Regions from separate parts of the Mus musculus genome. Here regions 2, 3, 4, 5, 6 and 7 are each linked to region 1. A link is a contact called in public Hi-C, promoter capture Hi-C and targeted proximity ligation data. All regions are on one chromosome and are shown on one strand. The core of a region is the stretch at or near the end of the contact, and the rest is flanking DNA. Distances in the headings are between cores, read along the strand shown. Region 1 holds the start of Pank1 (pantothenate kinase 1). Region 2 holds the start of Tnks2 (tankyrase, TRF1-interacting ankyrin-related ADP-ribose polymerase 2). Region 3 holds the start of Ppp1r3c (protein phosphatase 1, regulatory subunit 3C). Region 4 holds the start of Hectd2 (HECT domain E3 ubiquitin protein ligase 2). Region 5 holds the start of Pcgf5 (polycomb group ring finger 5). Region 6 has its middle 17 kb from the start of Gm32081. Region 7 holds the start of Rpp30 (ribonuclease P/MRP 30 subunit).

What was found. Promoter capture Hi-C pulls out the DNA fragments that hold promoters and counts their contacts. A called contact is a pair of places that touch in the nucleus more often than the background predicts.
Region 2: a targeted proximity ligation map of astrocytes shows a contact between it and region 1, with 4 times the contacts expected there. A contact is called at or near these places in 2 of 39 promoter capture datasets (cranial neural crest and frontonasal cranial neural crest), 1 of 484 Hi-C or Micro-C datasets (B cells) and 1 of 130 datasets of targeted methods (astrocytes).
Region 3: a contact with region 1 is called in a targeted proximity ligation map of embryonic stem cells, with 5 times the contacts expected there. A contact is called at or near these places in 2 of 39 promoter capture datasets (hippocampal neurons and liver) and 2 of 130 datasets of targeted methods (astrocytes and embryonic stem cells).
Region 4: a contact with region 1 is called in a promoter capture Hi-C map of liver, with 4 times the contacts expected there. A contact is called at or near these places in 8 of 39 promoter capture datasets (the 3T3-L1 cell line, cranial neural crest, hematopoietic stem and progenitor cells and 3 more), 1 of 130 datasets of targeted methods (astrocytes) and 1 of 9 other capture datasets (adipose tissue).
Region 5: a contact with region 1 is called in a targeted proximity ligation map of astrocytes, with 5 times the contacts expected there. A contact is called at or near these places in 3 of 39 promoter capture datasets (the HPC-7 cell line, cranial neural crest and hippocampal neurons) and 4 of 130 datasets of targeted methods (astrocytes, embryonic stem cells, forebrain and 1 more).
Region 6: a contact with region 1 is called in a Hi-C map of cardiomyocytes, with 4 times the contacts expected there. A contact is called at or near these places in 3 of 39 promoter capture datasets (the 3T3-L1 cell line, cranial neural crest and hippocampal neurons), 1 of 484 Hi-C or Micro-C datasets (cardiomyocytes) and 2 of 130 datasets of targeted methods (astrocytes and embryonic forebrain).
Region 7: a contact with region 1 is called in a targeted proximity ligation map of astrocytes, with 6 times the contacts expected there. A contact is called at or near these places in 14 of 39 promoter capture datasets (the 3T3-L1 cell line, 3T3-L1-derived adipocytes, the C10 cell line and 9 more), 1 of 484 Hi-C or Micro-C datasets (cortical neurons), 8 of 130 datasets of targeted methods (astrocytes, craniofacial prominence, embryonic forebrain and 5 more) and 1 of 9 other capture datasets (adipose tissue).

Annotation. Positions count from the first base shown.
Region 1 is chr19:34,877,568-34,881,133 of GRCm38.p6, reverse strand. It overlaps Pank1 (pantothenate kinase 1), which reads left to right and starts at 1,679. Exons shown (of 7, transcript NM_001114339.2): 1 at 1,679-2,610. The coding sequence starts at 2,058.
Region 2 is chr19:36,832,536-36,836,101 of GRCm38.p6, reverse strand. Tnks2 (tankyrase, TRF1-interacting ankyrin-related ADP-ribose polymerase 2) reads right to left here and starts at 1,870. Exons shown (of 27, transcript NM_001163635.1): 1 at 1,366-1,870. The coding sequence starts at 1,564.
Region 3 is chr19:36,734,940-36,738,505 of GRCm38.p6, reverse strand. It overlaps Ppp1r3c (protein phosphatase 1, regulatory subunit 3C), which reads left to right and starts at 1,902. Exons shown (of 2, transcript NM_016854.2): 1 at 1,902-1,953. The coding sequence starts at 1,940.
Region 4 is chr19:36,552,756-36,556,321 of GRCm38.p6, reverse strand. It overlaps Hectd2 (HECT domain E3 ubiquitin protein ligase 2), which reads right to left and starts at 1,683. Exons shown (of 21, transcript NM_172637.3): 1 at 1,407-1,683. The coding sequence starts at 1,538. It overlaps Gm41838 (a long non-coding RNA gene), which reads left to right and starts at 2,283. Exons shown (of 2, transcript XR_877830.3): 1 at 2,283-2,470; 2 at 2,588-3,397.
Region 5 is chr19:36,407,862-36,411,427 of GRCm38.p6, reverse strand. Pcgf5 (polycomb group ring finger 5) reads right to left here and starts at 1,680. Exons shown (of 10, transcript NM_001368691.1): 1 at 1,519-1,680.
Region 6 is chr19:36,165,587-36,169,152 of GRCm38.p6, reverse strand. No RefSeq gene overlaps it. Among named protein-coding and RNA genes, the nearest start is that of Gm32081, 17 kb to the left of the region's middle.
Region 7 is chr19:36,082,120-36,085,685 of GRCm38.p6, reverse strand. Rpp30 (ribonuclease P/MRP 30 subunit) reads right to left here and starts at 1,970. Exons shown (of 11, transcript NM_019428.3): 1 at 1,868-1,970; 2 at 565-620. The coding sequence starts at 1,949.

The DNA of each region.
Region 1 (3,566 bases), core at 430-2,929:
AGCTTCCTCAGAATACAATGCTGGTGAGCCTTAACAGAGTATGCAAGGCACACTTAACTGCTTATCGGAGCAGTGGGGAGACACAGGGACCAAGTGGAATGTGACTGCACATTTATATTATTCCACTTCATCTTTGATGTCCCATTACTATGATCATGAAGATATAAGGGAACACATGCATTTTACTTTAACAGTACTAGGGACTGAACCTAGAGCCTTATGCTAGCCAAATGCTAGACATCTCCAGCATCTCTCCAGCATTTTTTTTTTTTTTTTTTTGAGACAGGGTTTCATTACGTAACGAAAACTGACTTGAACTAAGTAGTTAAGGCAGGACTTCAATTTGAGGTCTTCCTCCTCAGGAGGTTTAGCCTCCCGAGTAGTTGGGATGCAGGGCTGTGTTACTAGGTAGGCTATGTGTATTTTGTAGCCAGAAGAAGGAGGTATAAAGGGTTATAGGAATAGGGAGAGATTATAAGCCTGAAGGAGCAAGTTGTACAGAACTGGACAAAAATCAGATGGGCTGAGGCTGGATTACCTAAGGCAATTTCTCAAATCATATAAGCCCAAGGAAGCAGGGAAACAGGGATTAAGTTCTAGTTTTGGTCTTAGTCTCAGTTATGTCTCTGTGCCTTGGTTTCCTGATTTGAAATGACAGGTGGATGAAACAGAGTGGCCTCATTGATTCTGAACCTGTTGATTTTGGGAAGGGCTCTGCCAGAAGAAATCCTCAAACCAAATGTAAACCCCGGGCACAGCTAATGCCAGTTTTGGACCCATGGAGGATTTAGTTCAAGGGGTGGGTAGGCTAATCACAGGTCACTTTTGCTAGGATTAAGGTAGAGGGAAGTTCAAGTTGTTGAAGCTGGCCTTTGGAGACTTCGGTTCTCACCTCTTTAATACAGATGTTTTCAGAGGGTCAAAGAGCTTAGTTTGAGCTTGGTGATGTGCAAATTCAGTGAGGGGCCTGGCCTCTGCCCGCTGTATTCATAGTCATTGGAAACAATAGCCTGCCGTTATGTTCTCTCTATTCCTTCGTAGGGACAGAATCCCATGATAAGAAGTGTCTGACTGTTATATCCCCAGCCTGACTTTAATGTCTACATTAGACTCTTGTGGGCATTTATTATGTGCAAAGGTTATATTAGGTACTTTTGTGACACACAAGAGTCCCCTTTGGACAGACACAAAAGCTAAGGCCTCAAGAAGTCCCCAATACCCAAATGTGTCCCGCTTGCTGGGCACTGCCTATAACAGGTGTGTTAAGTACTGACTTTGTCTTTTGCTCAGTGTCAGTGGGAATCGGAACTGGGAACTGGGGGCTAACTCTGAGGGCTATCATGGTGCTGGTTCCCCTTCTCATAACCAAGGCAACTTTTTATTTCATAAATAACAGAACAGGGCATTGTCCCCTGCCGGTCTTTTCTGGGTGAGGAATGCGCTTTTTATAGCTTGGGATCGGTTCTGTTTACTTGGTTTCTTCTAGCACCGGTTATTCCTGCCTAGTTTTGTCCTTCACTGTCCTTTCTCTCTCTTCCTAGGTTTCCTCTCTGCAAACGACAACTCGAGAACACATGCTGTTTGTGTGAGTGTGCCAACCAAGGAATTTCACTCCCCTCCTTCTCCAAGGCTGCCTACCTCTCTATAAATAATTGTTCTCTTCCCTCCCTTCAGACCTGGGAGTAGTTTGGTCACATTAACGCACGCGCGCCTGCTCACACACTTTCGTGGGGCGGGGATGTAGCATGGGTGACCTTGTGAAGGTACTAGCCCACTGGGGATAGGATTAGCAAACCTGAAACCTCTGCAAATATCTGGCTTCCTCCGGCATTCCTCCCGAGGCTTCTGGCTGTCTCGTGCCTACCTCACCCAGTACCCTTTAGGCTCGCTCCGCCACACAAAGCCCCATCCGCCTATCTCCTCTTCGCAAACCCCGAGAACTTCATTCCGCACGTTGAAACTCGTCGGTGGCGGTGGCGGGTAGGACTGGGCATGCTCAGTGGCGGGGACAGGTCTGGGAGGCGAGGAAGCCGCATTTGAAGTGGCTCGGCCTTGGGATGAGGGGGAGGCGGGCTCCCCGGCCGGGGTCCACCGAGGTTCCCGCAGCTGCGCGCGATGCCGACACGCTGCGGGCGAGAGCAGCAAGCCCGGTGCGCGGGGCCCAGCTCGCCGAAGACGTGGGGACGCCGACGGGAGGAGGGGAGGAGCGCCGGGGCCACCAGCTCCCGACCGCGGCGCCGAGGCTGCGGGAGAGCAAGCCCCAGGGTGGATCGGAAGATCGGGGAACGGCCGACCGTGACCTCCAGCGAGGCTGCCAGAGCCGGAGCCCGCGCACCGCTCCGCCGGTCCCGGGCATGGGCGACCGCGGCGCGCAACACGAGCGCGCGGCCCTGCAGTCCCCGGGGGCCCCCGAGGGCGCCGCGGCCGCCGTGAACGGGCTGCTGCACAACGGCTTCCACCCGTCGGCCGCCAGCAGCCGCGACCCGCCGGCCCCACGCTTCCAGCTCCCGTCCGAGCTGCAGCCGCAGCCGCTGTTCGCCCAGCATGATTCTCCGGCCAAGAAATGCCGGCTGCGGAGGAGGATGGACTCCGGGAGGAAGAACAGGCCGCGTAAGTCCTGCCGGCAGGGAAGCGCCGGTGCCCGCGGTCGAGGGGGGCGACAGAGTGCCGCTCTGGACTGCGTCCTCCCTAGAGGCGTCGGGCGTCCAAGGTGGCGGCCCGCGGTGGCGCCTGTCTAGTCCGATCCGCCTACTGGGTCGGTCAGACACTAGCTGGAGCTGCTCCCTCGGTCACCGTAGCGGCTGGGAGAACGCACTGCCCGCTGTTATTGGTGGCCGTGGGGCAAACAACCCGACTGATCTTGGGTCTGGGACTAGGAGGAGGGCGGGCTGGCACAGCCCGGGGCTCACTGCTCCCTTCTCCGAGCACATCTTTTGGGGCGTGCATCTCAGGCTACCAGTTTGCCCTTTGAATCGCAGAGTAACCGCCAGTATCTAGGGCCCATTGGCAAGCTTAAGGAGGCGTGGAGTTTGACAATCCCCCAAATCACAGCCTATTAAACAGTGTTTCCACACAGCCAGTGAGACGGCTGGTGTAGAGGGAAACACCCACTGACACCATGTGGGCCGGAACGGTGTGGACCAATGAGGATTGCAGGTGGATTCCCCCCCTCCCCTTGGAGTGGGTCGAGTTGAGTGTTTGTAATTGTACAACTCCAAAAAGTGCGTTGTTTCACAACCTGAGACTTGTATATATAATGGTAGACTGTAAAGGGTACCTTCCCCACCTGACATTCTGGGATGTCAGTTTGTAGGTAGAGATTACGAGTTGTTTTGTTTTGTTTTGTTTTGTTGTTGTTGTTTTTTTTCCTTATCTGAGCCTAACTCCATTCAACTGGTTACCTCTTTGTGGGTGTCTTTAATGAAGCTTGTAAATGGCAGAAAGCAAAGTAAGTAGAGTCCACGGTAGTGAGCGATCGGATTCAAACGGGTACCTGTTGCATATCAATTAACTGTTCTGGGTTGGGAAATGATTAAATTGGGCTTCAATTTCTGTAAAAGGTTGAT
Region 2 (3,566 bases), core at 621-3,120, 2.0 Mb before region 1:
CAACTAAGATCGACCTTGGCTATTTTTATCAAGCGTACATAATCTAAGTAACATTACCCCTTTGGATTATCTAGCACTTGGTTGTGACCATTTGCCAAATAGGTTGGCTAAATGGTCAAGCAAGACAATTCAAACTAGCTGAAGCAAGGCAACACTGCTAACAGAGATTTGGCTTCATGCTCTCACTTCTCAGTGCCCACAGGCAAATTTCTCTTCTGCCCAATTGTGGTTTTCCCAAACTTTTCCCTTGCTCCCAAACCGGCAATCAATTAAGGAGGCATGATTTCTGACAGTACATACATTTTAAAATAGGGACAGGTCAAAGCAAACAGACCTACAATTGGAAGAACTGTAAAATCAATGCCTGTAAACAAACAAACAATAAATCTTTTTTTATACTCTTTTGTCTACCATTTTTGCCCCTAAGGAACACAAGAAACTAAAATTTTTTTTTAAATATAAAGAACTGCTAAACAATTCTGATGCACACTGTATCAAATGTTACCAGGCTAAGAGGATCTTATTTGATTATGAGGTTAAAAAGTTACAAACTGTCCTTAACATGAATAATCATTAAGTTGGTTCCCATCCCTGGCCTTTTCAAATAAATACCTCAACAAGCAAACTTCAACACGCTGGTACCACAAAGAGAACCCAGTAGTTAAAAGTAACTCCAAACTATCTACAATAAATCTCAGGATGACTCAAAATCCTAGATCCAAGCTCAAGTGCGTGTCCTATCTTGTCTCTCAGCTCACTTTCCATCCCGACTTGTGCGGGAGTAAGGCAGAGGCCACCCACACACAACCTAAGTAGATCTCAGGTCTCCCAAACATGCCCATTTCCGGTTTTAGTCTCTCCAGAAACCTAATCCAATTAACTCTAATGAGCCAATAGCTAATAAAATAACTCCTAAATTAAAATTTCAGTTTATGACGGCCGCTAGAACTTAAGGGGTTACTAAGAGTGTCGATGAAACTTGCAAACATGGGTCCATTTTTTGGAGATAATTACTCTTTCAAATCACAAGGTCTACTAAGCCTTTCTTGTGTGCAGAGGCCCTCCGGGGTAATAAGACCGGAAGTCGGGGCAGGTATTGTTGATACAGTAAAACAAAACAAAGCTTCCCCCCTCCCAGCACACAAACAAACAAACAAACAAACAAAAAACCCCATAACCTCAAAAACAACTTCCCGAGAGCACGCTCACCCCACCCTCATCACGAGCCCCGAGAGAGGAGGGCGGGCGGCCAGGGTGAGAGTCCTGGGGAAAGGTCGGAGACAGGGCAGCGCCGCGCGGCTTGCGGCCTGCAAGCCCGAGCCTGCAGGTGGGGCGTGCGGGAGGCGCCGCGGGGCCCGCGTTTACCTGCGGCGAAGTGGAGCGGGGTGGACTTCCTGCCCGCCGTGTCGCGGCTGTTCACCTTCTCGGGCGTCACCAGCCTCTTGACTCGCTCCACGTCCCCGTTGCGGCAAGCCTCGAACAGCTCGCGGGCGGACGGCTCCACGGCCTCGGCCCCGGCGCTCGCGCAGGCCGCGCCCCCGCCGGCGCAGCGGCGGCCAGACATGATCCGGGCCGCCGCCGCCGCCGCCAGCAGCAGCGCCAGCAAAGGCAGCAGGAGCCCGGGCCCCGCGAGCAGGAGGGCGAGGCCCCCCGCAGGAGACGCGCTCAGGGCCCGGGCCGCTCCGCTCCCCGCTGTCACCAGAGTCGGCACGGTCCCATGGCCGCGTCGCCGCGCGCCCCCGGCTCGGCTCCGTGAGCCCCGGCTGCCCCACCGCGGTGGAGGCAGCGCGAACCCGCTCGCCGAGCCCCGAAGCGACGCGACGGCGGAAGCGGCCGAGACCACTCCTGCCAGCTCGGTCGGGTCCTGGGAGCGCGCGTGACGTCGGCTCGCGCGTGCGCAGTGGCTGCTCTCCGGCCGGGCCAGTTTGGGCAAGCGGGGCCGCGCGGAGGGGTTTGTGGGAAATGTGCAGGGAGAGCCTTTGGCTGCGGAAAGAGAAGGGGCTTCGGCCCACCGCCATCTTTACAGAGCCTCTGCTAAAAACGAGAGGTCTTGCTGCCTTTTCTTTTATTAAAGCCTACACTTCTCGAGACGAGTTTCATTGCTCAGACACCGAAGACGAATCTTGGGAAGTTTTGTTCTGATTATGCATTTTCTTGTGCAAGTTTTAGCGTGAAAATCTCTGCAGTGTTGCTTCCGTACCTTCCCCCTGGGAGATTTCTCACCCCTTCCCCCTCCTGCCTTCTTTACAGTGTCTCTTCCCTTAACTCTCCGCATCTGCTTTTGTTTTTCTTATAAGCGTTTTCTCAGAAATGAATCCGTTACGCTTACTGAGAAGTTTGGATGAGCGGCCCCCAGATAAATCAAGAAAGCGAAGAAAGTTCATCTCAATTCTAAAGCAACAATTGGGGGGTGGGGTGGCTGTGATTAGCTCCGCTTCCCATAGTAAATTATTAGCTCAGCGCTGACGAGGATCTATACATAAATCAGCATTGCACCGGATGTGGTCGAGGTGCTGATACAAAGCATACACATCAAAGTTTTCCGAAGTTTCTCTCTCTCTCTCTCTGATCAAAGAATACAAGTGCACAATTCATTTTCGTGTTTATTGTGTTTTATTAAAAAAAAAAAAACAACAACAACAAGGATGTGTTTTGTAGAGCCAGGTCTGGTAAGGTGGGAAGGATTCCTGGGCAGGCCCATGCTGAAACATCCCTTTCTTACCCCTGAGGTACCAGCCATACGGGTGTAGTGTAGAATCGAGTTTATTTAGGGCATGGGAAGGGGAGTAGAGAAGAGAGTAGAGGCAGAGAAGGACAGAGGAAGAGAGAAAAAGAAGAGAGGCCGGCCAGGAACACGTGGAGAGAGACGGGGGAGGGGGGATGGGAGAGAGGGAGAAAGGGGTTAGGAGAAGAGTCTGAGAGAGAAGGGGGACAAACAGCCAGGCCTACCTGGCTGTTGCCAGGTAACTGTTGGGCGGAGCCTGGAAAGAATGTTAGCTGTGTTTAAGGTAGTAGTGACATCTTGTTTCAGGAACCCGAAAGAAAGGAATACAGAGATTTTGCTTGCAAGAAAGTGCTGACTTTTGGCACGCTGACAAGCATTTCCCCTGTGAATTACTTAACCTGTTTTTCAGGAAATCCAGTTTTTGTTAGGGAGCGTTGACTCACTTCTGTGGGAGAAAAGCAGGGACACTTCTTGAGCATTTTAGTAAATGTACCTTCTTATATGTTTATTCCATTATGTTCTTAGACTACTTAGTGTAAATTTAAATTGATCCCTATTACTAAATAACTATTCATGAATATACCTAAGGATTAGAACCTTACTACTATGATTGTCTCATTTTTCTTCATTTCATCGACTTGCCAAATATATTCCCAATTTTTATAATTTTTTATTTAGTGATTTCTGCTTATGTATTTCCTCCCAATATGTGTATCTAAACAACATCATACAGCATCACTTACTCACTGATCTATCTCCTCAACCCTAACTGTTTTTGTTTTTTTCTTTTTTTCTTTTTCGAGACAGGGTTTCTCTGTGTAGCCCTGGCTGTCCTGGAACT
Region 3 (3,566 bases), core at 653-3,152, 1.9 Mb before region 1:
GAGGACCAGGGTTTGGTTCCCAGCACCCACGTGGTGGCTTACAACCAATGACAGGGTATCCAGTGCCCACCTCTGACCTCTGAGGGCACTACATGTATGTGGTATGCATACATACAGAGGGGTAAAAAACACTCATATGTCTAATATAAAAATAAATCTTTAAAAAGTCCAATTATCAAGTTTCTTCCTCTGTGATGTTCAGTAGACGTTTCTTTAAAAAAATATTTATTTTAGTTTTACTTTGTGTTGGTTATGTGCACATGTGTGCAGGTCCTGCAAAAGCCAGAGGAGGGCGGTAGAGCCCCTGAAGCTGGAGTTCCAGGCTGTGTATGAGCGCCTGAGCTGGGTGGTACGACCTGCTCTCTGGTCTGTGGAAAGAAGAGCAAGGGACTCCTACCCTCTGAGCCGTTCTCCAGCCCCATAGCATGGTTCTTATTCTTTACTCCATTGTAACAATTCTTGAGTCTGACAGTTACATGACAGAGGAATTTTTTGCACATTCTAATTGGCTTCTAGATAGCCAAGCAGAGCTAGGTCATGGACTTTGTAAAAATAATCAGTATTCATACGCATAGAACAACAAGTAGGGGGAAAAAGGGCCATGAATTTGAAAGAGACCAAGGAACGTAGGAATGTTCGGAGGGAGGAAAGGAAAGGGGGAAGAACAAAAAACAAAAGAAGAAAACAATTTTATATTTGATTAACAGATATGCCTCCCCCCGCCCCTGCGCGTGCGCGCGCCTTGCTCTCTCTCCCCCCAACAGGGTTTCTCTGTGTAACTACTGAAACTCATCCTGTAGATCAGGCTGGCTTCGAACTCACAGAGATCCTCCAGACTCTTGCCTTCAGAGTGCTGGGATTAAAGGCATGCACCACCACACCCGGTCGAACTTTTTAGTTTTTAAAAGTCCAATTATCAAGTTTTTTCCTCTGTGATGTTCAGTAGACGTTTCTTTAAAAAATATTTATTTTAGTTTTGCTTTGTGTTGGTTATGTGCACAGAAGAAAAGAAAGAAATCTCAGCGAAAGCCGCTGGGTGGGTAGGGCATGAAATCAACTGTGATTTTGACCTCTGCCTAAGGATGTCATAACTCAGTCTAGGGATTTGGGCTGTCTGCTGCAATTGGTGACAATGAGCAAGGACAGTAACTTCATGTTGGCCTATAGTTCTCTCTCCCAAGCAGAGAACTGAATAGGTCAGCACATAGTCTCCATTTGCTTATTCAGAGGCAGAGTCTCGCTAGGCTGTACAGACTGGCCCTCTCTGCCTCTGTCTTCAGAGGGAAACACACACACACACACACACACACACACACACACACACGGCCACTTCGTTTCATGGGCTCACGTGTTTTCTTAACATTTGAGTGGCTGTGTGACTTTATTTGTGGAGGAAGAAGAGCCAGCCAACTTCTCTTTGCTTGGGCCAAGGTGCTTGGACACAAAGCAAGGAGCATCACAAGCATTTCAAATAACACAGACACCGGGCGGAGCCACAACTTTCTGAGCTCAGATTCAACTCTGCACAGACCTACGCGTTTCCATAGAAGACCCCGCCAGGCTCGCACAAGCTGCAGAAGGCCAGCTGCGAGCCGTGAGCTACGTGCTGCACGCCAGGCTCCGGGAACACGGCTGGATCCCGCTGGCCCAGGGCTCAGGGACTCTACGGCCGCCTTCCAGCACGCTCTGGTCACATCCAGCCCCGCGGTGATCACGTTCCAGGGGCAGGGGCTCGTGCCCCAGCTGCACAGTGGTTGGTCAGGGCGCACGGCCTTTGATTGGTCGGAGGGACCGGTTCACGTGATCTGGCTTTGATAAGCTGCCTCCCGGTTGCCTGCGGTCAGTCGGCCGGCTGGACCGCGGCGCTGCATCCTCTTAAGTACTGAGTGCGAAGTTGCTCAGGGTGCGGTTGTCGCGGTCGCCGCTGCCTCTCGGTCCAATGAGCTGCACCAGGTAGGTTCAGTGCAACTCTGCGCCCGAATGGAGGGGAGCCTGCAGCTGCGGGGACTTTGGGGGCTTTTGTGGTTTTGTCTTCTCTGCAGATGGGAGACTCCCAGGTTGATGGCTGAGTTGAATCGTCCCGGAGGCTTTGAAGGGATGGAATTTGAGTTGTATTTCTTAGCGCCTGTTTTGGGAATCTACATCTCACAGTAGAAACTGCCTTAGTGAGTCAGTTTTAGCTGGGATTCCTTTGCTGAAGTGACTCTGTTGCCTTTGAGCTCAAAGACCCAAACACTTGGGTGCAGCTTAGTTTTATTGATGAGGTAGTTTAGCCTGTGGCAAAAGGTAGAGGATTTTGCATTTCTTCTTTCCCCACTTCCCCTCTCCTGGTTTGTCATAGAAAATGCAGTCTTAGAGTTTGAGCAAGCTATTATTTTTAACTCTTGGCCAGGACTTAGAATTCCAGGGAAATAGCCCACTACTAAAACTTTCTATAAATGCAGGAGTAAAAAAGGAAAAAAACCAAAAAAACTAAAACAAAAAGAAAAACAAGAACAGCTCAACCAATAAAAAACGAACAACAGCTCCATCAACCAGGCAACCAAGACCATCTCACGAAATGTTGCATCTCCAGTTGTAACTTAGTCCAAGAATTCTCCCTCCCCAAATCCTGCCTCTTAATGGTTGTGAGACAAATAGACTTTGAGGTTTTGTTGCTGGAAGTTTGTAATCCTCTCAGAAAAACCCTAGAGCTATTAAAGTGAGTTCAGTATACATTCTTTACAGGCCACTTTGTGATGATGACCATATACAGGGTGCTGTGCTTAGCACTGGTATGAAGAGAATTCTTCAAGCCAGACTATATTTATGATCAAAATATGTTATATACATATATAAACTGTTAAAGAATAAATAATTAATAAAGCCCCAGACTCCAAAATGGCACCTACTGTATTTCATGTTTCTTTGATTTATAAGGCTGACATTGGAGAGGAAAAACCTAATTCTGTAAGTGTGGAATTATAGTGTGGTTCAAGGGAAAGAAAGGCCAGAAAAGTCTTGATGGATGGTTCTTTGTTTGATGCAAACTATTGTTATTGCCTTCCTACTTGTAAATAGGACCTGCTCAACAACAGGAAACATCATAGAAGCCCAAACCAGTAGATGCTATAATTCCATCAGTCAAAGATAATGAACATCTTAGTGTTTTCCTTTGTAGTTTTCAGTATTTATAAATTCATATATCTTCAGTGTATTTTAAAACAGCTCATTTTCTGGTTATCAGTTTTTAAAACTACTTTATGTTGTGTATATATAATGTACACTGCAGGCTACAAGACAGAGCTATAGTAAAGTGGTTATTACTGGTCAGAATGAACAAGTCTGTTATCCCTGCAGGTAGCTATTCCCTTTATAGTTGGACCTGTCATGGGCATCTTTCTATATGAACTGTAGATTGTTTAAAGTTTTTCCTTTAGTCTGTGAGATGTTGGCTGGTGTTGCAGTTGGTCATTTGTGAAAAAATGAGGATGACTGTGATAAAATGAAAAAGTCATTCTTTCTTTTAACAAGCGTCACCTACTGTCACTCTAAGGACAGCATGACATTTTAAGAATTGCTTCATT
Region 4 (3,566 bases), core at 434-2,933, 1.7 Mb before region 1:
TAAATAATTTGGGGAAAGGTACTTGCTGTTAGACACTAAACTCATAACATTGCTTCTAAAAGCAGATGTTACATTTTCCCTCTTAATAACCACCTTAGGAAAAAACTGCCAAAGCATGGGGTGACAACCAACACCAGGTCACATGTATATGTGACCTCCATACACATATACCCATACTCACACGTATACACACACTAGACACATACCCAGACTTGAAACAAACAAACTACATTGGCATTAAGAAGTCCTACATAAAAAGCTGTGAAAACCCTGTGCACCAACAGACTACAATATGAATGACAAATTGCTTCAAAGCATCTCCCAAGGTAATTCCTAACTACAGCTGCAATTTACCAATCAGTTGTAGTTATCCTTTTAAAATGTGTGTCATTGCTGTCCAAATCTGCTGTGCTGACTTATGATAAAAGAGTTGTCTTTAACAATTTCCAGTTATTACAGGCTTCAGACATTTTTGAAAAACCTACCAAATCATAACATTATTCTGATACTAATACTTTATAAAGAAGAGTGAGCTATTTTAGTAAGTTCCTAGTCATTTAGGAGGGCGGCTTCTAGAAACTAATTGCAAGTAGAAATTTTTTTAAATGTATAATATTCCCCAAACTTTTACTATTTTGTCACGTACAGATGCGTTGACAAGTCATAATCTTTAAATACTTGAAAGCAAACTTGCCCAAAGTATTTAAATACTATGTCAAATAAAAATGTCAAAACCAGAAGTTAATCATAAAGCAACCAGACTCCCAACCACTAAGTACAAACAGGGGGAAGGGAGAGAGGGGATGATGTCCCATGACATCATTTGGCAGTATGGAGTTTGAAGGCTGAGAGCGCCTTCCAAATTAACCCTTGCAAAATCCAGCTGGGAAATTACCACGCTTATTAAGCTTGGATAGCCGAGTTTTAAAAGAAGAAAAAGCCTCGCTCCTTCAAATCACACGTCAGTACCGTATGAAAAAAATAAAAGCATCCAGGGAGGCAACTGCCTCCCACTACCCGGATAGCAACGGAAAGGTCAGAATTAGGAGGAAACTCCTCTCTGAGACTGTTCAACCCGAGGGGAGAAAGGACCGCAAAAGCGAAGGGAAGCGCTGCCTTGGCGCCCACAGGCAGGTTCTCCCACTCAGGGAAAACCTCCCTGACGCCCAACTGGCACCCATGCTCATCCAACAGAGGATGCCGACCCTCAGCAGAAAGTCGGGAGCCAGACCCCCCGAAAACAAGCAAACACCCAGCATCAGGCAGCGGACCCCACTCCCCGAGCGTGGAAGGCGCGGTTCCCAAGTGATGGCCGTTGCCCTCGAGGCGCAACTTCCCTGTTGTCCCCTCTCCAGGCCGCCTTCAACCCACCGCCCAGGGCGCCCCCCGGCCCCCGCCGCACCTACCGCGGCTGCGCCGGCCGTCACGATGGGCGGCAGCTTCTCGCGCTCCGGTTCTTTCCCCTTCCTCTCCTCCGGGGCGGCCGCGGCTACCGCCGGCGGCGCTCCGGGCGAGAGATCCCGAGCCGCCTCACTCATGTCTGGCCGGGCGGCTGAGGCGCGAGGCGGTGGCGGCGGCGGCAGCGGCGGCCGGACTGCAGCCGGGGCGGGCGCTGCTGCTGCTGCCGCGGCCGCGAGAGGGCTCCTTCCAACCGCCGCCGCCGCGCCGCCCCCGCCCCCGCGCGCGCCCGCGGCCCGTCGCGCGCCCGCGCGTGTGCGCGCGCCCCCGGGCTGGCCGCCAGGCTCCGCCGCCCACCCCCTGCGTGCGCCCGGCTCGCGCCCTCGGCCGCGCTCCGCTCCCGCGGGTCCGCCGGCCGGGGCTCAGACCGCGGCCCCGCGTCACGCGCGGGGACCGCTGAGGAGACGGCGCGGGGCGGGAGCTGGGGGGCGCCTGGTCGCCATGTTGGTCGCGGGCTGTGGTGGGAGGGCGACAGGCCTTGTAAAGGCTGTGACACGGATTCTAACCCTGGCTTTCCCTTCACCTGGAGTGGCAGGTGAGCCGGGGACCTTTGACCCAGCTGGTGGCCTTTGACCTTTAAACTCGCGCTCAGGAAGCGGACTCGGGGTCATGTCTGCCCCCTGATCTTTCCTCCAGTGCCTCCAGCGCCGGGGAGACTGGGAGACCGCTCACCTGAGCATCCTTATGACTAACTCTTTCCCCGTGTCCTCTCCTGGCCTCATCCTACGGGAGAAGCGCTTAGGGTCGGGAGAGGACAATGCGACACCGTGCTCCCCTCCCACACACACTCCAGGGCAGGACGGCCAGGCCACACTTTCCATTTCTGAGCCGCGGTCCCTCATGACTGCCAAGTCCGCCTCTCCCTTCCGTGCCCACGCGCCTACATTTTGCTCTCCCCGCCCCCCGCCGTCCTTCGTTCCCTCTAATCCCTTGTCCCCTTCCGTTTATAAGTTACAGATGGACAGATCCAAACTGCTGAGTAATCCATAATAAACCTCGTAATAAATTCTGGGTAAGAACGTTTAAAAAATTACTTTAAATCGTCATGTTAAAATATCCCCACCTCCACCACCCGACGACGACTTAGACAATTTCCTTTCTCCTCGCCCCCTCCTTTTCCTTTTATCAGTCTGCTGGAATGGCAGAGACACCTGCTGATGGAGGAGAAGGGAGAGAGGAAGTATTCACTGTACCACTTACTAAAAATAGAGAATTTCTCGACATTGAGGTCTTGGGATTTTTAGTTGAGACTTCGTTATTTTATTCATGGTGAAGTGAATTTTCTAATCCAAGAATACTCAGCTCCAAATACAAGAAGCAAGAATATCTCTGAAACAAATTCAGAGGGGATTTGGTGACTGTCATTTTATATAATTCAGAGTCCGCAGAACTAAATAAATAGTTACAGTTCTTCCTGGCATGAGGTTGTTTTTCAAGCCCAGAATTTGTAGCAAGCAATAAAGTGAATCGGATAGTGCCTACTGTATTACTTTGGAAATTATAAAGTTTGCTTCTATTTCTAGGAAGTATTTGTAGTTTTAATATAATTGCTGTCACCATCGTTTCTCTATTAATAACAAAAGGTGTACAATAAGTAGAATAAAGTAGCCAGGTATTTCATAATCTTTAGAGCCAAATGACACAGGCACTACTTTGCAACACCCTTTTCTGTCTCCTTTTTCTTGAATTTTTGTTTTTAGACCTCTCTTCTTAAATCTCCGGACTATCTCATAGACATCTGTTTTCTTTTAGCAGGCCAGCATGCTGAAAACTGGTAACAAACATTGTAAAACCAACCTTTCATTTTAAATACGATTCAAGATGTACCATGCTACTGTGTCTAGACTGGTAGAATAAATTCTGAAATGATGGTGGGTTATCTCTCCTATTGTCTACAACCAAATTTAGTAATTTGCTATTAAAATACTTGGATCAGAAACGAGTTGGATCGCATGCCTTATGCTTTCACTTTTCATGTGTGAGACAAAATAAAAGTGTGTCTGTACATCTAGTCACATTCAATAGAACAAAAATATTTAGATATTGGCAAAAAAACTGGCAAGTCAGAAGTGTTCATTTCTACTGCTCCAGACGAGATAAGGCAATGG
Region 5 (3,566 bases), core at 431-2,930, 1.5 Mb before region 1:
AAACAGAAAAAGCATGTAAGGTTTTTAGCCTGTCCCATGAGATGTAAACCACATTCCTAATTGGTTTCCATTGCAAACTGACTCTAACCTTTCCTTCAACACTTCAGGTACACTGACAGGACCACTCTTCCCACCATATAAACTCTGCAGGCTCCTATCTTCTGTCCAACATGCCTTTCCTCTTCATCACTGCACCATCCTTGTCCCTGTGTCCCTCTCTGACACTATCCTCACTGTAATCCCTATTTGCTAATGCTTACTTCTCCCCAGTTACTTTTTTTCACTGATTTAACATTCATTCATTCATTCATTCTTATTTTTCTGGGCTGGGTTTCTTATAGCCCAGGTTGGCATACAACTCCTGGTTTAGAGGGGATGACCTTCAATTTCTGATCCTCCTGCCTCCTCCTCCTTTAGCATGCCGGTAATACAGGTGTGACCCACCACTCCCAGTTTGCACTGTGACAGGGATCAAACTCAGGCACAGTGCATGTTAGGCAAGCACTCTACCAAAATTCATTCTTTTTTTCCTCTATTAGTGAGAAAGTTCTAACAGATACCAGCCACAGTTAGTCTCAAGTAGCTATTTATTTCATTGCTTTATTTGTAAGATAAAAATAAGAGCTCCAGCGACCTAGAAAGGCGATGATTAAATGAAATAGTGAACAGTGAAAACTGAAGAAATGTCATTAATTCTTCTTAGAATTTTACTAATCACTAGCTTGTTAGGTTATTTAAAAAGTTTTGCAAATTCCCTACAAGAAAGATGACCTTAGAAAACAATGAAGATGCTGATTTCAGTAGGTTCATCCTACACGAATCTCACTCATTAGGCAGAAACTTTTCCACTACCTTGGCTGTTAACACATAGGCGAGTATAAAATAACTGGAAAAGTCTAGAAGGCATCATTCCAGCAGCACACCCTCACTGTGAACGTTCAGGGTATAAGCTCGGAGCGTCTACTCCTTGGGAAAATAGTGTCAAGGATATGACAGAAAGTGTAATTTAATTAATTGCAATGTCGGGGTTCTGGCCTTCGTGACCTTCAGCAAAGCATTAATATCCTCGCCTGGGTCCCCGCTCCTCTCTCGACTTTCCCTTGCTCCCAGGACTTACGTGAGCGCTCGCTCGAGGCAAACCGGTGGGAAACGCAGTCCCAATCCCAAGCCCAGAGCCCTGTCACCCCGACACGGAAAGGAAGCGAGCGCTTGCGGTGTCGCGCGGCCGGCCGGCGGCAACTTTTCCGCGTCAGCCGGCGCGGGTCCCGGAGGTTCGAGCCCTTCACCGCCGGGCAGGTGCTCGGCTCAGGAGCCGGGGCTACTCGCGCGGGGACCACGGGACAGGACGAGTCTCCGCGGGCCGGCCGCGCCGCCCCCGAGCGCTGCCCCGAAACCCCGCGCGCCCGCCCCGCCCCCGAGCGGCTCCGGCTCCAGCGCCCGGCGCGGCAGGTGTCTGGGGCGCCGCGGCCGCCGGCGCAAACTTGGCGCGCGGCCGGGCCGCCCCCGCGCGGTACCTACCCAGCGGCCGCCGCCGCTCTTCAGCCCGCCGGCGCGCCCGCCTCCGAGCCCGGGAAAGCGAAAGAGAAACAGCGCCCGCCGCGGCCTGTCTGGTCCCCCGCGCCCTGTCCGCCCTCCCCCAGCAGGCGGGAGCGCGCGGGCTCCGCGGGGCCACTCGGCTCTGGCGCGATAGGGCGCGGCGGGCCTCGGGGCCAGGCCGGTGCCGCCTCCAAGGGCAGCTCCACCCACCTCCAACCGCCAGAGCCGCCCGCCTGCCCGCAGGCCACGCCTCTCTCGCCGACCACGCCCCGTCCCCACGCCCTTTCCTCGTGGGCCACGCCCCTTCCCGCCGGCCACGCCCCCAGCCCACGCCCGCCGGCTCGTGCTCCTCCTAGGCGCCTGGGACACCCTGAGTGCCCTGCCCCCCACCCTTGTTGCTCCTGTGTGACACGTAGCTGTGGCCGAATTTTATCTCCGTTCTTATCCTCGCCATCCCTCTCAGGGTTGTTTTCAGTCTTAACAATGACCAGTACGCTTTGCCTGGCCGGTTCAAAAGCAATGGTCAGCGTTGAGCACTGAGTCACCTCACTGAATTTTCTCCTTGGGGCGGTGAGATGGCTCAGCCGGTAAAGGCACTTGAAGCCATGCCTGAGGAGACTTGCTCAGTCCTCAGCATTCAACGGAAGGAGAGAATGGACAGAACGACCCCTGCAAGCTGTTCTCTGACCTCTATAGGTCAGAGGACAAACTCACAAACATTCATATAAATAAATATAACTTAAGACATCGAAGAACAGTTTCATAGGAGGCATTGTTCTCCACACTGGACCCACGAGGCCGTACTGGACATGAAGACACTGGCTTGCAATGAACCTTATTTAGAAATCACCATTGAACTTGTAGCAGTATGATAGGTCTAGCAATCAGAATCACTGACAAATACAGGTAAAGTGGTAAAAATTTATTGCTGTTTGCAAGGTTCAAAACAAACAAAAACCCCAGTGCTCTTTCTAGTGGACTTTGAGACTTCGGAGACACCATTCATTAACAGAAAAGGAGGATTCCTTGAAAGGTGACCTATACTCCTCTCCTACTGCTTTCCCCAAACTCATAAATTCCTACTGAGCATAACTTAGACCCAGTACTTCACTTCTTAGAAGACTATAATCTAGGATCCCTAGGATCCTAGGCAAAGCAAGGTAGCCATCACTTACTAACCAAATATCAAAGGAGAATTCTCCAAAGCGCAAGCTGCAAAGTAACCTTCAATCTTGCACACCAGAAAGAGAATCAGGGCTGCAGTTCCAGCATCTCTTTTGTACGAGCCAGAGCAAAGGTGGCTGAAGAATTCGGAGAGAATGCAGAGCATTCGCTTTATCTCCTCCAGACAGGCAGAACCTCTGGCTAGTGACAGATTGCGGAGGTGACTTCAAGAACAAAACAACAATCCAGGCGTGCACAGGTGTCCAGAGATATACCTCAAATTTAAAATGCACGGGGCAGAACAGGATGCCTTTAAAACTAGCCATTTTTATAACTAAACAGGTAAATTAGATGCAGGTAAAACAAATTCATTTGAATATCGCTGCAGGAAGAATACAGAGCTTTAAGTGATTATAATCCTCTTAAGGACCCCTTTTTGAAACTCCGACTCAAGGTTGGGATGACTTCTGCAAGACACAGTAATTACAGTAAGCAAAAGAAAACAAGTCAAGTGACTGTAGGCTTCATGTCTTTCATACTGAATGTATCCAAATGAGAAAAGCCAACCTATTTCTAGTATATTTAAAATAGGCAATGGGGCCAGGCAGTGGTGGCTCACACCTTTAATCCCAGCACTTGGGAAGCAGAGGCAGGCGGATTTCTGAGTTCGAGGCCAGCCTGGTCTACAGAGTGAGTTTCAGGACAGCTGGGGCTACACAGAGAGAAACCCTGTCTCGAAAAACCAGAATAAAATAAAATAGGCAATGGATTGCACACTAAGTTCTATTAAAATGTGAAATGGAAGATCCTGTTATATACACTGTAGCACACACACAATGGCCTAATATTGTTCTAGTTTGTGTCTG
Region 6 (3,566 bases), core at 468-2,967, 1.3 Mb before region 1:
AGTAGAGGTCATCATAGAACTAAGTCTATATCCTGCCACATATAATTTAGGTCTCAAATGTTCCTGAGCACCTTGTGCACTGCATTCTTAGTCCCCAGCTCATTTCTGGGATTGTGACATAAACTCTAAGCAGTCAGGCCCAGTAAAATGTGTGTTTGGCCATTGGGGGTACACCCTGAAAAAGATGAGTTGAGGATTCCAGTCTCTTCCTTTTCCTCTCTGTTGCTTCCCTACCATAGAGTGAATGGTTAGGTTCCTCCATCAGGGAATGCTTCCTGGCCAGAGGCCCAGAGGCCCAGAGGCCCAGAGGCCCAGAGGCCCAGAGGCCCAGAGGCCCAGAGGCCCAGAGGCCCAGAGCAGTAGGGCCAATTGACCATGGATTGAGACCTCCAACCTGGAGACAAAATAAACCCTTGGTTCCCATTAGGTTGATTTCCTTCAGCTATTCATGGTAGTGCCAGAAAGTAGACAGTTCTGTAACAGAAAACCATGCTGAGAGGATTGGGGTAAGGAAAAAAAATGAAGTTTCAGGGCACCTCTCAGGATTAACAGAATGTGAAATTCCCTCCTATCTCTAGTCATGGAGTGAAAAATCAGCTATTGAGATTTCCCATCAGAAGGGTTGGGGTGCCAGCTTTCCACTGCCAGAAGCAGGTTTATGGAGGCAACACAGGAATCTGCCCACAAGCTTGAGCACCCCTCGCCTGTCCCCACCCCACTCCACCCCACCACAGTGTTCTGAGAATAGTATTTGGTCAAAGAGAGTAAACCCTCCCCTCTGGGGTGAGGTCAGACACTGGATTTGGCGTGTAGAGAGCAAACACAAGAACAGGTTTTAGAAGTGGCAGATAGATTGTACCTATCACTGGTGTTCTGGTGTTTCCCAATAAAGTTACCAATCAAATCACAGGTCTCCTCACTGAGGCCGGGTTTCCTGACACAGCCATGGCAAGCACATGACAAAAACAGAATCCAAAGATGACTTCACATTCCAGGGAAGATAATGCACACGTTGAGTCAGGAAGTAAGCCTTGAGAATTCGCTGCATGATTTTATAGTATGCTCGTTAATAGCCTACCTTTACCAGCGCGTTCTAAGCCCTGGGACCTGTGGATGTTTTGTTATATGGTAAAGTAGAACGTGGATGTTGTGATGACCATTCTTAATTGGAATCCAGAAATGGAGGGCTCACCTGTGAGGGATTTTTTTTTTTAAATGTGAGCTGTTTCTAGCGAAGGGGCTGCAGTTACCATGAAGAAGGGCAACTTCTGGGAAGAACTCAGTATATCACAGCATTTACCACATAGGTTATGGTGAGTCCTCCAGGACACGTTGTCTGACTAAGTTCTTGGAACAGAGATGTAAGGGGAATTTTCTTATTGACCTTGCTTTCAGGCCACCCCAGAGCTTGCAAGTCTCAAGCCCCTGTGTTCCTTTTAGAGTCCTGCTGACAGCTGTTCAGGGACACCTTGGGCAAAGCTGCTGACATAACCGGTTTGGTTAAGTGGTTTGGTCTTGGACTGTGGTTTGAAAACAAACCTCCCGATGGACAATTTGGAAAGGCCCCTGAGAGAGCCCCTGAGTAGTTTCCATAGCCCTGTTGCTACACGCGTTTGAATTGTTTTGGCCTGGTTTTCTGGGATCCTCACCGTACTCTGGTTGATGAACTAAGCTGTGTAGACAGCACAGGCAACACAGAGCCAAGCCCTGTCATGGGCTTCACACCACACCAAGCCCCAGCCAACTCTGGCTCCACACTTTGTTGATGAGGCTCAGGGACATGCAGTGTTGAAGCTGATTTCCAGAGAGTCCATTCCTTGTCAAAACAGCCCAAAGCAAGGTGAAGACCTTTGATTCCAGCCTCTGTTGCTCTAAGCCTTCTGTGGTCATGTGATTAAATTCAACTGAACGGAATGTGTTGGTGTGTTAGTAACTTGGAGTCCCCCAGGGACTCAGAGGCACCACACTCTGAGCTGAGTCTGGTATCTGAGGGTCTGGGGTTTTGTCTTATGCCTGTCAACTATTACAAGTATAACTTTGAGCAAGGCACTGAAACTGCCTCCCCTGTACCATGAGTTGCTGTAAATTATTACAGATTTGTCCCATCTTTAGGCTTCAGGAATCTGTGGTCTCTCTGTAGGCCCGAGGGTGCAGAACACAATATGCATTTGTGTAGACACAGGCACATTCTAGCATCTGCCTGGTTGGAAGAAAGCCCCTGCCATTGGATCCCTTTCAAATGACTGAGCGTGTGACAAACTAGTACTTGTTTACACTGATTGCTTTACCCTCTAAATCTGCATTTACAGTTCCTTGTATTACAAACCAGTCTGCCATCAGTAACTGAAGTTTCCTAGGGGGTGTTCATGGATATGTGTTTCATTTTGTTGTTGTTGTTGTTGTTGTTGTTGTGTTTGTTTTTAGATCCATGGAATTATTTCTGAGGTGTAGCAGAACGGTAGACTAGAAAGTTTTGCTAACTTCTTTGTCAGGGTATTTGTGTTGCAATTTGTGCCAACGACTTACCCTGTGACACTGGCAAGCCATTTAATCCCTACATGCTCCTGATAGGGAAGGCCAGTCAAGGTCAGCCCTGCCTACCTTGTGTGGTCACCTTGAGATTCAAGCACAATGGGACTTGTGAAGGTTATCAAAATGAAAGCTGTTGTTATTAATAATCATAATACTTTGGCACCTACGACACAACATGCAAAAAATGTGTTCCCATCAATCGCATTTGTTTGGGGGAAAAAATCTTTCCTGTTCGCAACAGAAGTTTTCTGTCAGGATATAAACATAGTGAGTAAAAGATTTATCATGCCAGTTTCTGATGTTCTCAAGAGGATGTCTCCCAGCAGTAAATGCTACTAAAATGGTTTGCAAAATCACCAGCTCTTAGCGACTACGCCTGGTCCAGAAGGACCCAACCCTGGAGGACTAATACTTTTAATGGGCACCACAGGTATAGAGAGCAGTTCTTGTAACCTACAGTATCTCGTGCCTGCTTCTGCATCAGGATACACAGCCCTATTAAGTGCCCCTAGACCACAGTTTTTAGCCATGTGGCTCTTCCAGTTACAAGGATGGCTACAAATGTGAATACAGTTCCAATCCAAAAAAAAAAAAAAAATCATGTCTTTCCATTTTCCTAATTCTACTCTGCAATATTAGTCCTTCTGGGTGAAGGTTTCTTACTGAACCAAGCCCTCAGCTGAGCTCTGTATCAATTTTCTTCTCATTTGGTCTTTCAGAAAAATCTACCCATGAAAGACAAAAATGTTTTCTCCGGAAGTGCGTCATATTTGTCTCCGATTTTACTTATTCTTACTGGTTCTTTTTTGTTTTTAAAGACAGGGTCATCTATACCCAAAGCTAGCTTTGAACTCTTTATAGCTGAAACTAACCTTGATCCTCTTGCATTCACCTCCTGACTGTTATAATTACAGGCATATGCAATTATGTCTGGCTTATGTGGCACTGGAAATCACTACGTCTGGTTTATGCCATGTTAGAGATGGAACCCAGGGCATGACACATGCTAGCAAGCACGCGACTGACTGAACTAA
Region 7 (3,566 bases), core at 721-3,220, 1.2 Mb before region 1:
TTGAGGGTTGAGGATACAGCTCAGTTGGTACATGCCTTCTAAAATCCCTAAGGCCTTCCCTATGAGCCTGTAATCTCAGCACTGGGAAGGCAGAGGCAGGAGGCCATCATCCTTGGCCAGAGTGAGACATATAAGACCTTGCCGCAAAAGAGAAACATGCTTAGGATGAAGGATCCTTGAATGACCACAGAAACACATCTCTGTCTATTTCTATGATGGTGTTTCCACCCTGAACGGGAGCTGTGCTACTTCACGGGTTGGGAGCCTGAGCGAATTAACTAAAGAAGGAGGTGAGCGAAGCCCCAACATTTGTCTCTTTCTGCTTCATGACTGAGGAGAAGCTGTGACCAGCCACTTCACGCTCCTACTGCCATGATGGACTATACCGTCAGAGGATAAGCAAAATAAACTCCTCCTTCCTTAAGTTGCTTTGCAGGTATGTGGTCATAGCAACAAGAACAGTTAACTAGTACACTTGTCTCTAGATCCATATTCCCAACACAGACACAAGGATTTATAAACACTTGTATTTAGCAACCAGTTACATGAGAAATTCTACTTTACCCGTTTCTTTTCCTTAAAGTCAACAATGTGATTGATGGCAACAACTGAGTATCCCACTGAAAAGAAAAATAGATCATTTAAAAAATATACTTTCTTGTTCACAATGATCATATTGATAAGAGATTCAAGAGTCTGGCATGACAATAGGGATGTAGCTAAGTGTCAGGATGCTTGCTAGGCATACACAGAGTCCTGGATTCAATTCCGAGACCTGGAAAATAAGGGGGTGGGGTAGGAGGCAGATCCTGAGCCCTACTGTTTATTGTGACTTAAGGTGAAGTTTCAGGTTCTTCACCTGTCCCATGATGTTAACAGCAGACAGGACTTTCAAGTGTCATGAAAATGAAGTGAAACAGCACCAGTATTTTAGAAGAGTGCACATATTTAGCTGCCACATTTAGAAGCCAGGCACATATTTAGGCTGTGGTTCATATTAACACAATGCTAAAGACTCAAGTTTTATGTCTTTCTGTCACCTTTGTTATCATTTCTTTCTTCTGCGATCCCCCTCACATTTGCTCCCTTTCCTACGGAGCAATGGAGTGATGACTCCCTCACATCTCTTTTGAGGTACTCTACAATAACAGACGAGGGACACTACAGGCTTGTCTTACCATCACAACAGACAAGTGCCCTGTCCCCAATACATTTAAATCACGACTCTTGTCTTTAAGTTGCCTAAAATACTGACAGGATAATAGTGTATTAATATTAAAAGAATAATGCATGGTAATGATAAAATAGCGGCCCTTCGTCTTCCCAGTCAGCCCAATAACGCCCTACTTTCCTTCCTCTCGAAGGGATTTGAGAATCTATTATTTGGCAGGCCCTATGCCAGGTGAGAGCTCACATGATCAACGTTCATCCTTAAGGCACTTGAGATGCTCGAGAGAAATAAGGTAACGCCCTTCCCATTCTCTAAGCTCCCACAGCAGTTCCTGCCCGAGACCCAGCTTTCTGTATTTGACAGATGCCGTGTGACTCAAAAGGGGCTGATACCAAAAGCACTGGCTGAGGGGACCAGTCCCTGTTCCTATCATTCATCAGCTCGCAGGCTCCATGCCAATGCCTCGACCCCTTAGGCCTCCGTTCTCTCCCTCTGCACGAATGACTGGGCAAACACAAACAACAACAGCTTTGTCAAGAGCCCGAGTTTCTCACCCAGGGGATCCGGGTGATACTGCAGCTATTCTCTGCCTTTAGGGACGTCAGGCAGATCACACGAGAGACCGGAATGGGGCCTGAAAAAACTACCAAACAAAGCTGGATGGTGTGGGGGACAGAGCCAAGCCAGTAGACTCACGGTGAGCAGCAGTCTCCACGAGTCCGCGCAGAGCCTTCAGGTCTGAGCCCGCTCTTAAATCCAAATCTGCGAACGCCGCCATGCTGACATCCCAGGAGCACCCGCGCGCCAGTCTGCGCAGCCGCCGTGTTGTCCCTCAGGCATGCTGGGAGTTTTAGGTTGTTCCTTGAGCTTTCTGGGATTTGTAGTTTTTCTTTCTCAGTCGTCTTGGGTCGTCTTGCAGAGACTTTCCTATTCCCTAGAATCCAGCCAAAGTTAGTGTGTTGGGACCTATAGCCTTACTTATTCATAATTTGAATGGGAATGTTTTGGTACTCTCTGATGGGGCTCAAATCTCCCATGCTCCTACCATACAGCAATGCAAAGTGACTCATTTTAAAGGCACCCATAGAGCATACCGATGTCAAGCAGACATTTCTAAGGTCTTGAAGCCTGTTTAAAGCTCTGGGGAGCCGGGCGTGGTGATACACGCCTTTAATCCCAGACCCGGGAAGGCAGAGAGAACTCTGAGTTTGAGGCCAACCTTCTTTATACCGAGAGTACCAGGCCAGTCTGAAATACAGAGTCTCAAAAGTAGTTAAACTAACAAATAAATGAAGATACATGGGAAGTTATTTTTCTTTCCTATTTCCACAGTACATTCCATTCTTTGAAAGTGGCCTTTTTGAAGTATTTGGTCTGTGGCTAAGATTATCTAAACTCTTTGGGCTAAGACAATCCGTTACAGACTACAACCACAAGATGGCAGAGTGCTCTCAAAGCTGATGGTTTAGCGCCAACACATCCTTTAGCCAGAGGACTGACTGGGAGGGGCAAAAATGAAAACATGTCTTACAATGTTTTTCATGAGAAACATACACATATCATTTGATGTTTCTACTTTTAAATGACCCTTTTAAAAATGAACTCTTTAATATTGACAGATCAATTATTCAACAACATAGAACACGATTTTTAATCTACTTGATGTAGAGGGCCAGTCCTTTACCCCTCTCCATTCAGTCTTTAGTTGCCTAGCATGCGAACCCTTCTGCGCATTACTAATAAGCAGCTCCAGCCTCGTGCAACTCAATAGGACTTCTGAACTGCTGGTCTCTCAAATAAGAAAAGTCCACTTCTCATGAGCTTGTCCGTTGGGATTATACCAAAGTGATGGAAATGTTTAGAAGCATTTTCAATTTCTGTACTAATCACAAAGAATATGGAGTCTTCTCCATCTGACCACACTACTGTAATGATCACTAATTTCCTACAAATTTCTGAAAGATGATGATGATGGCGGTGGTGGTGGTGGAGAGGAGGAGGAAGAGAAGGAGGAGAAAGAGGTGGAGGAGGCAGTAGCAGAGGTGGTATTATTAGTAGCCCAGGGTGGACTTAAATCCACAATCATCTTGCCTCAGTATCCTTGGTTTTGGGATTACAGCTGAGCACTGCCACACCTATGTTTGGTTAATTTTCATAAATGATTGTTTCCAATACTTGATATTTTCCAAGAACAAAACAACAACAAAATAATGTCTGCAACCAGACCAAGGCCGTACAAAACAAACCCCTTGCTTTCATCAGAATGTCTAGTTCTAACTTTTATAGTAGTAGAGAGATGTCTTCATACAGGATCACAAAATCTAGATTGGTCAGTCGAGTAGCCATTGTGTAGTGGACCTAAATAAGAATTTTAGTTATTTGATATTAAGGTTAG